Regions from separate parts of the Cricetulus griseus genome. Here region 2 is linked to region 1. Evidence: chromatin contacts called from public Hi-C data. All regions are on one chromosome and are shown on one strand. The core of a region is the stretch at or near the end of the contact, and the rest is flanking DNA. Distances in the headings are between cores, read along the strand shown. Region 1 overlaps Alox5 (polyunsaturated fatty acid 5-lipoxygenase). Region 2 holds the start of Tmcc1 (transmembrane and coiled-coil domains protein 1).

Evidence for each region. Hi-C and Micro-C count contacts between places; a contact is called where the count stands out from the background.
Region 2: a Hi-C map of liver shows a contact between it and region 1, with 2.8 times the contacts expected there. The contact joins the promoter of Tmcc1 here to the enhancer-like site in region 1. A contact is called at or near these places in 3 of 8 Hi-C or Micro-C datasets (the CHL-YN cell line, the CHO-K1 cell line and liver).

Annotation. Positions count from the first base shown.
Region 1 is chr8:28,426,694-28,432,490 of CriGri-PICRH-1.0, reverse strand. Alox5 (polyunsaturated fatty acid 5-lipoxygenase) reads right to left here. Exons shown (of 13, transcript XM_035448983.1): 5 at 2,897-3,003; 6 at 1,838-2,010. Among named protein-coding and RNA genes, the nearest start is that of Alox5, 31 kb to the right of the region's middle. Within about 2 kb of position 3,825, at least 2 of the 6 cell types and tissues checked have open chromatin away from gene starts, as enhancers often do.
Region 2 is chr8:28,675,362-28,680,780 of CriGri-PICRH-1.0, reverse strand. It overlaps Tmcc1 (transmembrane and coiled-coil domains protein 1), which reads right to left and starts at 2,995. Exons shown (of 7, transcript XM_027429194.2): 1 at 2,851-2,995. The coding sequence starts at 2,945.

The sequences.
Region 1 (5,797 bases), core at 2,576-5,075:
AATCGATGGGTTTCGGTTTCTAGCACCAAAGCTGGTTTACACATGGAATTTTCAAAGCTAAGATGAAACACTGGCCATGGCTAACTTAGGTTCATTGTAACTGAAACCTGCTTGATTCTCATGAAGGAAGTTGCAAGACAACTCTGAGGGGTCAGACGGGGGTAGATGAGAGAAGCCAAACACCCAGATGCCCTGCGGGACTTCATTTAGATCATGTTCAATGCTGGGAAATTTAGCAGCATTGTTGTCCAGGACAGGAAAGGAAGAGATGGGAAGGGATGGGACTACTCTGCACAGATGCAGGGGAAAACAGGGTCCTTCAAAGGTTCTTCTATTCTTGCTCCAAAAATAAATTTCACTGAGAAAGATTAAAAAATATTTAGGGTTGGGTAACATAGCTCTGTGGAAGAGCTTTGCTAAAACATGTGAGGCTCTGGGTCCAATTCCCAATCCTGAAAGCAATTTAGGAGCTGTGAGTTTAACATGTCCCTGAGGTTGTCAAAGGAAGGCATTGAGAATGATGGAGGGCCTTAAGAACTGCGCTGTTGTGTTAGTCAGGGACAGTGCAAGAGACAAGGCAGTATGTATGTAGGAGTCTAGTCAGTGGTGGCTGTTAGATTCATGGATAATTGCCTCATGATCTAAACCACAGCAGAACATCATGATCATGTGTTTGATGGGTCAGCTCAAAGTGAAGATAACCCATAACACATAAGCCACCTTCCCTGGAAGTGGCAGGGGCTCACCAGTAAGAGGATGTTGCCTTAGAGAATAAGCAGGGGCCTGCTTTTGGGTGGCTAGGGGCAATGATGGCTGCTCATGTCCTCTTGGTTCTAAGATGCTGGTTTCTGTGCATGGGTGGGTGGGTGTAAGAGTTGTTATTGTTATTGTTATTGCTGGCTGTGTACATGACTAGGTAGTATCCAGGGACCCAGGCAGGTCCGGAAGACTGTGGAAGGCCTGCCTGAGTGGGTCAGGAACCCAACTTCAGTTGGGTAGATAACCTTCCAAAGACAAGTAGGCAGGAGGTTAGGGCTGGACGATGTGTGTCTGGAGTCTCAGTGTGAACTGGGTACCTAGACAGGGTGACCAGTGGCTAGACAGACAGCTGGAGATGGGAGGCCCAGTGATGCTGACTGAAATGGGGAGAGGGAGAAGACAGGATACTGAGGGTTGTCATTAGGACTCTCAGTAAACAATCAGACAAACACAAAACTAAAAAAAAAAAAAAATCTAACATGGCAATGCCTAAAAAATCCCGTCAGTTACAAGCCAATTCAGTTTGAATTCTTTCTGTCTCAAAACAAGGGTAGCCTTGGACCTGGGAGTAAACGGTTGAACCTGCAAGTGAGAGCCAGGAGTGACTGGCTTGGTGAGGTGAGGGAGGCACAGGTACCATACATGTTTCTAGTTAGAAAGTAATAAATTCTACCAGTCTCTGCCTTTTGTCCTTACACAAAGCCCGCTTCCTTAACCAGTCTTCTCTTTTGCAAAGTGGTTGATGCTTGGTTGACCATGTATAGAACACATCTGTCACAATGCCTGACACAGTACAGGCCCTTTTGTAATTATTGATATGGGTTTTGCAAATACTGACACTAGGTTTGTAGCTGTCAGGCTGGTGTAGATACAGCCCCTTCTGTGACTGTGCAGTGCCCAAGACCCTCATGGGTGCTGCTGCCAGGAAAAAGAAAAAAAAAACAAAAAACAAACAAACAAAAAAACTTCTGATTTTGTATCGTCAGTCAAACAGAAAAAACAGCGGTCTGGGGATTAGCAAGCATTGGCATCAGGAAGTGGCTTCTGTGGAAGGACTGTCTCCAGCCAGCAATCCTACCTGTACTTCCTGTTCTAAACTGAGATTCCGCTCTAGGCTGCACTCCACCATCTCTGTGGTCACTGGGAGCTTCTGGGGCAACTCCGTGCAGCGCTTGATGAGTACCGGGTTGCAGCCATTCAGGAACTGGTAACCGAACATAAGGTCCTCTTGCCAGTGGTTCTTGACTCGCTCTGTGGGGAGAACAGGAGGGCACGCCCCCTAGATAGGACATCTGGGCAAGCCCCCATGGCTCTGCCTACGGACAAGTCTTTGCAGGGACTCCCTTTCAAGACACTCAGGCTCCTCTCACTTGCCATTCCCACTTGCTGTGTGCCTGCTCATCAATGGTCACTATACCCCTAGTCTTCCTTGAGCTGTGCCTTAGTGACCAGCAAGACTCCCAGGCATCCATTCTTCTCAAGATCTACAGTCGTTCAGCATGGCATGAGAAGGGAGCGAACTGGTCCCCTATGCTGAGGTCAGCAGCTTTATCCAACCATTCTTGAGTCCTTAAAGAATGATGGCTCTCACAACTCTCCATCCATAACTGTCTAGCACAGTATCAGGGCTCTAAGCAAACAAATCCTGGTCCTAAGGACCCCAATGTTGTTTTTAAATTTTAATTTTACTATTATTATTTACTATCTGTGTGTGCGTGTTCGTGCGTGCGTGCGTGTGTGTGTGTGTGTGTGTGTGTGTGTGTGTGTGTGTGTTGAGTGCAAGTGTCTACAGAGATCAGCAGAGACTTTGGATCCCCCTGAACCTGGAGTTATTGTGGTTGTGAGCCACCCAGTGTGGATGCTGGGAACTGCACCTTTTCGAGAGCAGAATTAGCTCTTAACCACTGGGCTCTTAAGTCACCCTCCAATGCTACTTTAATGTAAATACTTAAAAAGAAATAGCCCAGTCCTGCCTTGGCTCTGTGTAGAAGAGCCACAAATGATGTATTTGTGTAAACAGAAAGTCCCGATAGCATTGAGACTTCTGGTGAGACGTTGAGGGTGCTTGAGTTGGATGTCAGCCAGTCTGGGGCAGAAAAGTAACCCCCCCACGCCCCAAACCCAGGAGCCTTCTTACCAGAAATAGTGTTGCTGATCTTGACGAAGATTTTCTCAAAATCAGCAAAGTCGTTCCAGGAAGACTGAAACATGTGCATGAAGCGATTGATGAACAGGTTCTCCATCCTGTAAACCGGGGGACAGGTCACCTTGCCTGCACACTACGCCGACACTCTGCAGAGTGTCTTCACTCCATACTCAGGAGCCTCCTGCTAGCCCAGACAGTTCCCAGAGAGCAGGTGCTGGCCTTGTAGGACCAGGACAGACATTAGCCTGTGTCCGACGCTCTTCCTACTGTGCCTCAGCTGTGTAAGAGCCCAGGCCAGTGGTCTCCGGAAGAGCCTGGAGTGCTGCCTCTTCATGCTATTGTTCATCCATCCCTTTGCAGAGCACAAACCAGAAATGGGGCGAGGCTGCACCTCCTAAGCTCCCCAAATAGCACCATCAAATATTACCACCCCCAAACCTAAGGGGGACATTTCTCACTCAAGCCACACTCCACTTCCCGGTCCCTATTGATCTGTGGCCGTATCATAGTGCAAAATGCATTTAGTCCAAATCCATAGTCCTCATAGTCTTTAGATCTCACCACTGAGAAGTCCAAAGTCTCTTCTGAGACTCAAGGCAATCTCTTAATTATGACCTTTATAAAACCAAGGAGAAAACTGCATTCTTCCAATACAGAGTGCCACAGAATATATACTACCATTCCACAAGAGAGGAAAGTGGGCATAGCAAGGAAATCGTGGATCAAAGATGGAAACCCCGAAGAGCAAGCTCCAATGTAGCTCCTGCCTGCTGTCAAAGGGCTTCAGCGGCTCTGCCCTTCCAGCTTTGCTGACTGCAGCATATCTCTCTCTCTTGGGCTGGTTCCAGTCTATGTGTGGAATTCTCCTTGGCAGATGTCTCAGCTCTGACATCACCAATATCTTGTGATCTCCATTGCAACCCAGGCCACACTTGTACAGAGTGATGCAATAGCCTCTCAGAGCCTCCTGCTTCCTCATGGTTTTCATCTAGGGACACCCTTGCCACACAACGCCTTGCTTAGTGGCTTTGTAACTCCCTGGAGGGAGAATCCTCATGGGTGACACAGCTGAGTTCAGCCACCATCTTGGGATGGACCCTGTCCGTCTTGAATCACACCAGCACCAGCACTTTCACTCAGTTGCTTTCTAGAGCAGAGATCTCCATAGCAGATCTTCTCTCATAGGAGGCTTCTTTCACAAGTTGGAAGCTTACCTGGGTGGGGTCTTTCCCTTTAGGCACCCATCCCTTGTTTCAGTGCATAGCAGTCCTCTCCTTAGCTGTGCTCAGCGCCTTAGCAGTTGTAACCTCTCCTCTAACAATGCCTTGCTTGTTACACTTCCTACCCTTTTCTCTCTCCACCTTGTACACTTGCATTCCTTACCGCCCTGCTTTCTTTTTTTCTTTATAGGCCTGAATGAGCATTATTAATAATAGATAGACACAAACTTGACATTATGCAGTCTCAAAATTTCCAAAGACGTTATTCCATTATTTTTTAATTTAGCTTTAGGTAAACTCTCAGGACACGGGCAGAAAACAGCCAGATTCTTTGTCAAAATATCACAGGAACAGCCCCTAGCCCAGTTGCTATTAGAGTCCTTGCTTCCCTCTGAAAACGTTTGAGCCAGGCCTCTACAGTCTGCGTTGCTCTCACCAGTGGTGTCTTTCAGTTTCCTATGAGGATAGCTTGTTAAGTTCCATTTACAGCATTCAACTGCTTTCCTAGTCCCAAGTTCCAAAGTCCTTTATATGCCAAAACAATAAAACAAAACAAAACAAAAAGACCCACCACCAACTGAACGAAGCTAATAAACAACAATAACAACAATAACAACAACAACAACAACAACAAAACCATGGTCAGGCTCTTCACAGCCACAGCCTACTCTCTGCTACCATCCTAGTTAATTTTCTGTTGATGTGATAAACATCATAACCAAGCAAGTTATAGAGGGGAGAGTTTATTCCGGCTCATGATCCATAGGGTTAGAGTCCATAATGGTGGCAACAACACAGCAGCAGGCACCGAGAGCTAGAAGCTGAGAGCTCATATCGTCAAATGCAAGCACAAGGCAAGAGAGTGAGCAGGAAGAGGATGATGCTCTCAAAGCCCACCTCCAGTAATGTACTTCCTCCAGCAAGGCCACACCTCCTAAATGAACCTTGTCAAATATGACCACCAATTGGGTACCAAGAGTTCATATACCCAAACCTATAGAGCCATTTCTCATTCAAACCACCGCCGTTAGTTTCTGCCTTAATGTGTATAGGTAAAGTATTTGACCTTCACCCACTGGAATCTGTTTCCTTACCTAGAAATGATTGATAATAGCTGTCAAGTTTTAAAAGGAGTCTATAGTTAGAAAACGCCCAGACTGAGGAGACTGAGTGGCTCTCAGCCCTGGCCACCTGTTGGGTGCACAGTCAGGTCCCACTCTCAATGACTTGTCTATGGTTGTGCTGGGTGGGGGCTAGGAAGTGCCTGCCAAAAGTCCTCAGGGGAGTATGAAGCTCTGTTGGGCTTCATGAATTTAGGGTTTTTCTAAGTGTGTATGATTATAAAAGTTCTCTAAGAGTCAAAGAATAGTATGAAAGCTGTCCCTGCTAACCTTGGTGTAGCACATCATCCTGCAGTGATTCTAGTGAAAACCTGTAACCCAGAGTTCAATGTCTCTGTTGCTTATTCCCAAATAAGACCTTAGGCAAGGTCTTCAACTTACTTATTTCTCAGGTTCCTCAGCTGCAAAGAGGGGGCAATATGTGCTATGGCAGTTCGAATGACCCCATTTGTTGGAGAAAATGTGTCACTGGGGATGGGCTCAGAAGTTTCAAAGTCCCACAACAGGTCTGCTGTGGATCGGGATGCAAAGCTCCCAGCTGCTTCTCCAGC
Region 2 (5,419 bases), core at 1,746-4,245, 250 kb before region 1:
TAAAGATGTTCACATACAGGCTAGAAAATCTAAGAAAGTAACTGAGAATTTTTCTTTCAGCTCCTAAGACTTTAATAATAGTTGGGCATGGTGGTACACAGGCAGAAACAGGTGGATCTGAGTTCAATGCCAGCCTGATCTACATAGTGAGTTCCAGAACAGCTAGGGCTACAAAGAGAGACCCTGTCTACAAAATAACTAACTAACTAAATAAATAAATAAAAAGTATTCTATAACAAAGAGATTTTTAAAATCTGATGGGGGACAGCAATAAACTCGTTGAAGGCAACAGGATGAAAAAGGACACAAAGGCCCAGTGGATAAAGGCACTTGCTGCTAAGCCTCATAAGAAAGAACCATGGTGTTCACAGAAAGCAGAAATAAATTAATTTAAAAAAAAAAAAAGACACAAAGGCAAGATAGGGAAGCTTGATGCAAGGAACATGGCGATTTCTATCTGCAGATCTTCACACTTCTGTTTGTCAGGAAAACTATTCCATCTTCTAGGCCACAATTCAAGTACCTTCTCCCTAGCAAGGCTTCTCTGAGCACTTTCACCTAGGCCCTCGTTACTCATTTGTCACATCAGCTTTATTATTTTTTTTTTTAATCACAGACCCTATTAGGAATCAGCAAACTTTTTCTATACAGATCCAGTTACAGTTTGCCTCAGTACTTATGGCTTGTGAACTAAGATTAGTTTTTCCGTATTTAAGTAGTTGAGGGAGGGAAGAATGACACTGCATGACATGTGAAAAATGAATGAAATGAAATGAAAATTTCAGTGTCCAAGTTTAACTGGAAAATAGACATTCAAGTTTATTTACTGTCTGTTGCGGCACATACTGAAGTAACAGCTGCCTGGCTACAACAGAGGCTGCATGCTTCAGAGCCTGAAGCAGTTATTTCTTCACAAAAACAACAACAAAGCAAAGCTTACTGCTTGTCTTGTATTACCTGAAATGGTCCTGTCTGTTTATTTGTTGTCTATTCCTCAGCTCCACACACCACACACAATACAGCTTACTGCAGCAGAAGCCTTGTGTGCTTTGTTTCTTACTACAACCTAGAAAGAATTCTGGGCCACAGTAAGGGCTCAGTAAATATCTGGTGAATAAATGAGTGAATGGTCCATAATGGCACAGAGTTTAAGCTTTCTCCTATCAAAATCTCTAGCAGAGATGAACCAAACAGCTAAAAGTACTGGTGTTCAGCAACTAGAGCAGGATGCTGGAACTCCAGGGTTTTTATGCTCATGAAAGACTCTACTATTGCAAACTGACATAGCACTGACAGCTGTTTGTGCTTCTGTTTATCTAAGATGCAAATACTCTAAGAAATCTCATTTCCTATACAAAGGACACAGCACTGACACCATAATAACAAGAGATCTAGCTCACGTGCTAATGAATTTTTAATATTGAGAATTTTCCTATGGGGCTCATCAGCTATGTAGTCTGTAAGCAGCTGAAAATTCTCTAGAAATTAAAAGGTTACCACCCACAAACCAGAAGCAGCTTTATAATCTTTCTCTACTAGCCAGCGAGTGGGTGTGTGAATTCAAAAAAACACCAACCAACTCTGTTGGTGGAGGACAAGGGATTGTTGAGTTAAAAGCCCACCTATAAGCATCTCTGTTACACGACACTGTAAAACTATCACCCACTCACAATTTCAGCCTCAATCTTCTAATCTGCAAATGAAGGTGGAGGATAGACCCCCAACTCCTGGAGAAATTTGATGTCACTAACATTTCCATTAAGGTTCTTTTCCTTCAGGCTTTGTGACAGTTTCTATACACACATTCTACATACTTCAAAAAGACAAGGGATTTAGTTTAACTTCTACAGTTTAAGATACTGGACAGAAAAACAAATTAAATGTATACTATATTTTAAAGCGCCCACCTGCTTTCCAATCTTGGGAGTTTCGTTATTTTTCTTTTTTAAATAAAAGTCAATGTAGGAATTCCAGCCTTTCACAGGGACACTCGTGGCACATGGACTTTTTGACAACTGTATCAGACTTACAACAACCATTTTAGATGGGGTACACGGTCGTCTTTTTTCTCGGTTAAACCTAAGTTAGGATATGAGCTACAATATACCCAGACGAAGATAAAGCGTGTCACCAAAGCCAAAATATTCGCCAACACCTCAAATGGGCTACCTCCAGAAACCCCCGCAGCAGATCCACCACGGTGATCTCCACCAACGCTGACTAGGGATGGGTCCGGACAGACACTGGACCAACACCATCCACACTATGGCTGAGGCTGAAACCTCTGGCTTTGTGGCGAAGCGCAGCTCGCTGCGGCCCACTACTCTCCACAAAAAGGGTTAATAAAGGGCGCCCTAGGGCCAAGCCCGGCCCACCTAGACTCCCATCTCACTGATTCTCCCCAGGACAGCGGGCTTCCTCCTCCAAGTTAAACCACAAGTTCAGAATCAAAACAAAAGGTGCACGACTGGTTTCTGGTGGCAAGGGCTGACTCTCGGTGGCCAACTTCTGGGGACCGCAGGGCCGGTCGAGCGAGGGCTCGAAGACCTCGGCTGGCTGGGAGGCCTAGGGTCTTGTGCGTGAGTCCTCACACGCCCCTCGCTCAGCTCAGCCACAAGGGGAGCCGGGGAGAGTGCCGGGAACGGGGTGGGGGGTGGGGGAAGAAGGTGTCCCAGTGACAGACCTCAGGAGGCCTGGCGATGCGGGGTCCAGCTGGAGGCCCGGGGCTTCGGCGCCACGGGAGCGGCAAAAGGTCCAAGCCGCTCCAGGCCGCGAGGAGGCCCCGCTGCCGCGACGGGCTGCGCTGGGGAGACCGCCCGTCCCCACCCACGGCCTGGGCCAGTCACTCACCGGTGAGGAGACGACGGACAGCCGGCGTCTCCGCCAGCGCCGCGCTCGGACTCCAGAGCCGGCTCCTGCCGCTGCGGCCGCCGCGCCGGGTCCATCCCCGCCCGACCACCCCCCTCCCGACCCGCCCCCCGCGACGCTTCAGCCGCGGCTACCACCGCCGCTGCCGCTGCCGCTGCTGCCACGGCCCCGGCGCGCGAACGCGAACCCAGCGAGAGGGAACGACGGCGAGAGCCAGAGCGCGCGCCCGGTGGCCACCGCCGCCCACAACCTCCGTCTCCCGCTGACGGCGCATGCGCGAGGCGGCGCCGGGCGGGGACGCGCACGCCGTAGGGGGCGTGACCGGGCCCAGAAGGTGTGGCCACGCTTCAGGCCCGCCCACCCACGCGGGCGCTCGCCAAATAGGCTGAGGCTCTGCAGGTGGCGCGGCCGCTTCCAGGTGAGTTCTCCCTTTCGCTTCCTGGAGTTGGGAAACCCGAGCGCTTCCACGTCTCCGCTCTTCGGCCCTTCCGCTTGTTGTAGCCTTGGCTCATTTTATCCTTAGCCGCTCAACCCCTCGGCCCTTGGGCTCCTCAGTTGCTCGGCTCTTCGGCCGCTGAGCGCTTTGTATCCTCAGCCCCTGATTGGTGCAGACAAAGGCTAATTTCTGGGTCCCACGTCCGTAGTCGCACAAATGTTCTCTTTGACTCCCAGAGCCTTCCACCTAGCGGGCTGCCTTTTCGTCAGCTATCACTACTGATGAAACTGATCCCTTTAATTATACCGGATGCTCTGGCTTAGTTTTACGTCCATCACCCAGATGTGGAAGCTTCTTCCGTGTTGGAGGAGCTGGGAATGCAAAGTGGGAATAAACGGAGTCCTTGGCCTCCAAGTTTGAGAGCTGGTGGAGACATAATGGGCGAAATTTAGCGGGGGATGATAGAGTACTGTCCAGTCCTGGAATTGGAAAGAGTGCAGTGGTTGAAGGTATAGCTTGGCGAGAAGGGGAGCTGGGAGACCTCTGGTTGGGGTGCAGTTGTGACTTAGACTGCCTGTGAAAAGAGGTAGGTAAGCAAGCATAGGGACAGTTTGGGGGTTTCTGACTTTCAGGAGGCCAAGCTTCCTTCAGCAGTGGTTGCAAAGCTAGTAACTTGGTCATTTTGTCTGATTTTAAACGATTGTGCAGGGATGTGAAAAGTGGCCTGGGGGGTGAGGTGGGGCAAGGAGGCCAGTCAGGAAGCTATTGGCAAGATGGTTAAGGCAAGATAGAGGAGTGGTCAGAGAGAAAAACGTTTGGGGGGTAAAATGGATAAGTGTTGATGGATTGGAGACTGACAGGGAAGGAGGTGGCAGGATTGACTCAGGTTTGAGTGGTGAGCTTAAAGGGACTGTGAATGAAGCCACTAAGAAAAGTAATTCGACAATGAAGAACAAATGTATGAAATTGTAAAAGAATAAGTTAATTTTTTAAAAAAATGTGTGATAAACCTAAATAAAACAGGTAACACTGAAAAGAAAGAAGAAAATTTAGAAAACTATTTGTATCCCTGAGAAAGGCAAAGGCGCTTACTTTAAAGGCATGAACTATAATTCACATTATTTGATAAATTTTATCAAAATGTTTGTAGTTTGTAAACACTATTAAGAAATTAAAAAGGCATGCTGTGCCATGTAGGTGCACACCTTTGATCCCAGCACTCGGGAGGCAGAGGCAGATGGATCTCTGTGAGTTCAAGGCAAACCTGGTCAACAGAGTGCATTTCAGGATAGTCAGGGCTACATAGAGAGACCTTGTCTTGAAAAACAAAAAACAAAAGAAAGAAAAGAAAGGCAAGTTATTGATTAGAAATGAACGCTGAAGTAGAATATATCCAAAGAAAGTCTGGTGTCCAGGATATGTAACAACTGCTTTTTCTCTCCCTCAGTGCCTTACATGTGCTAAAGTAAGAGCTAAACTACAGGTACCTCCTTTGCCCTAAACAGTAAGACAAACAACCCAATAAATCAGTAAGCAAAAGGCTTTGGTAAGTATTTCACAAGATGTAAAAAATGGCCATTTAATGACAAAAAGATAACATTAGTCATCTAGGGAATTGCAAATTCAAACCACAAGATACACAATGTCATTGGCGTGGCTAAAGTTAAAGACTGGTGATCCACTTGTCAGCTCTTACTCAGCTCATCAGCAGTACTTAATGAAGAAACCCAGATAAAGAAAAAGCCAAGTGTCAGTGTTCTATTGCTGTGAAGAGACACCTTGGCCAAGGTAATTCTTATAAAAGAAGGCATTTAATTGAGGCTTGCTTAGTGTTTCAGAGGTTTAGTCCATTTAGTCAAGGCAGGGAGCATGGTACTACGCAGACAGACATGGTGCTAGAGAAATAGCTGAGAGTTCTACATCCTGATCCACAGTTCACAGGAAGAGAGAGCCTCTGGCCCTGGCTTGGACACTTGAAGCTTCAAAGCCCACCCCCAGGGACACACTTCTCCAACAAGGCCACAACTACTCCTATTCTTCCCAGGTAGTGTCACTCCCTGATGACTAAGCATTCAAACATATGAACCTATGGGGGCCGTTCTCATTTAAACCACC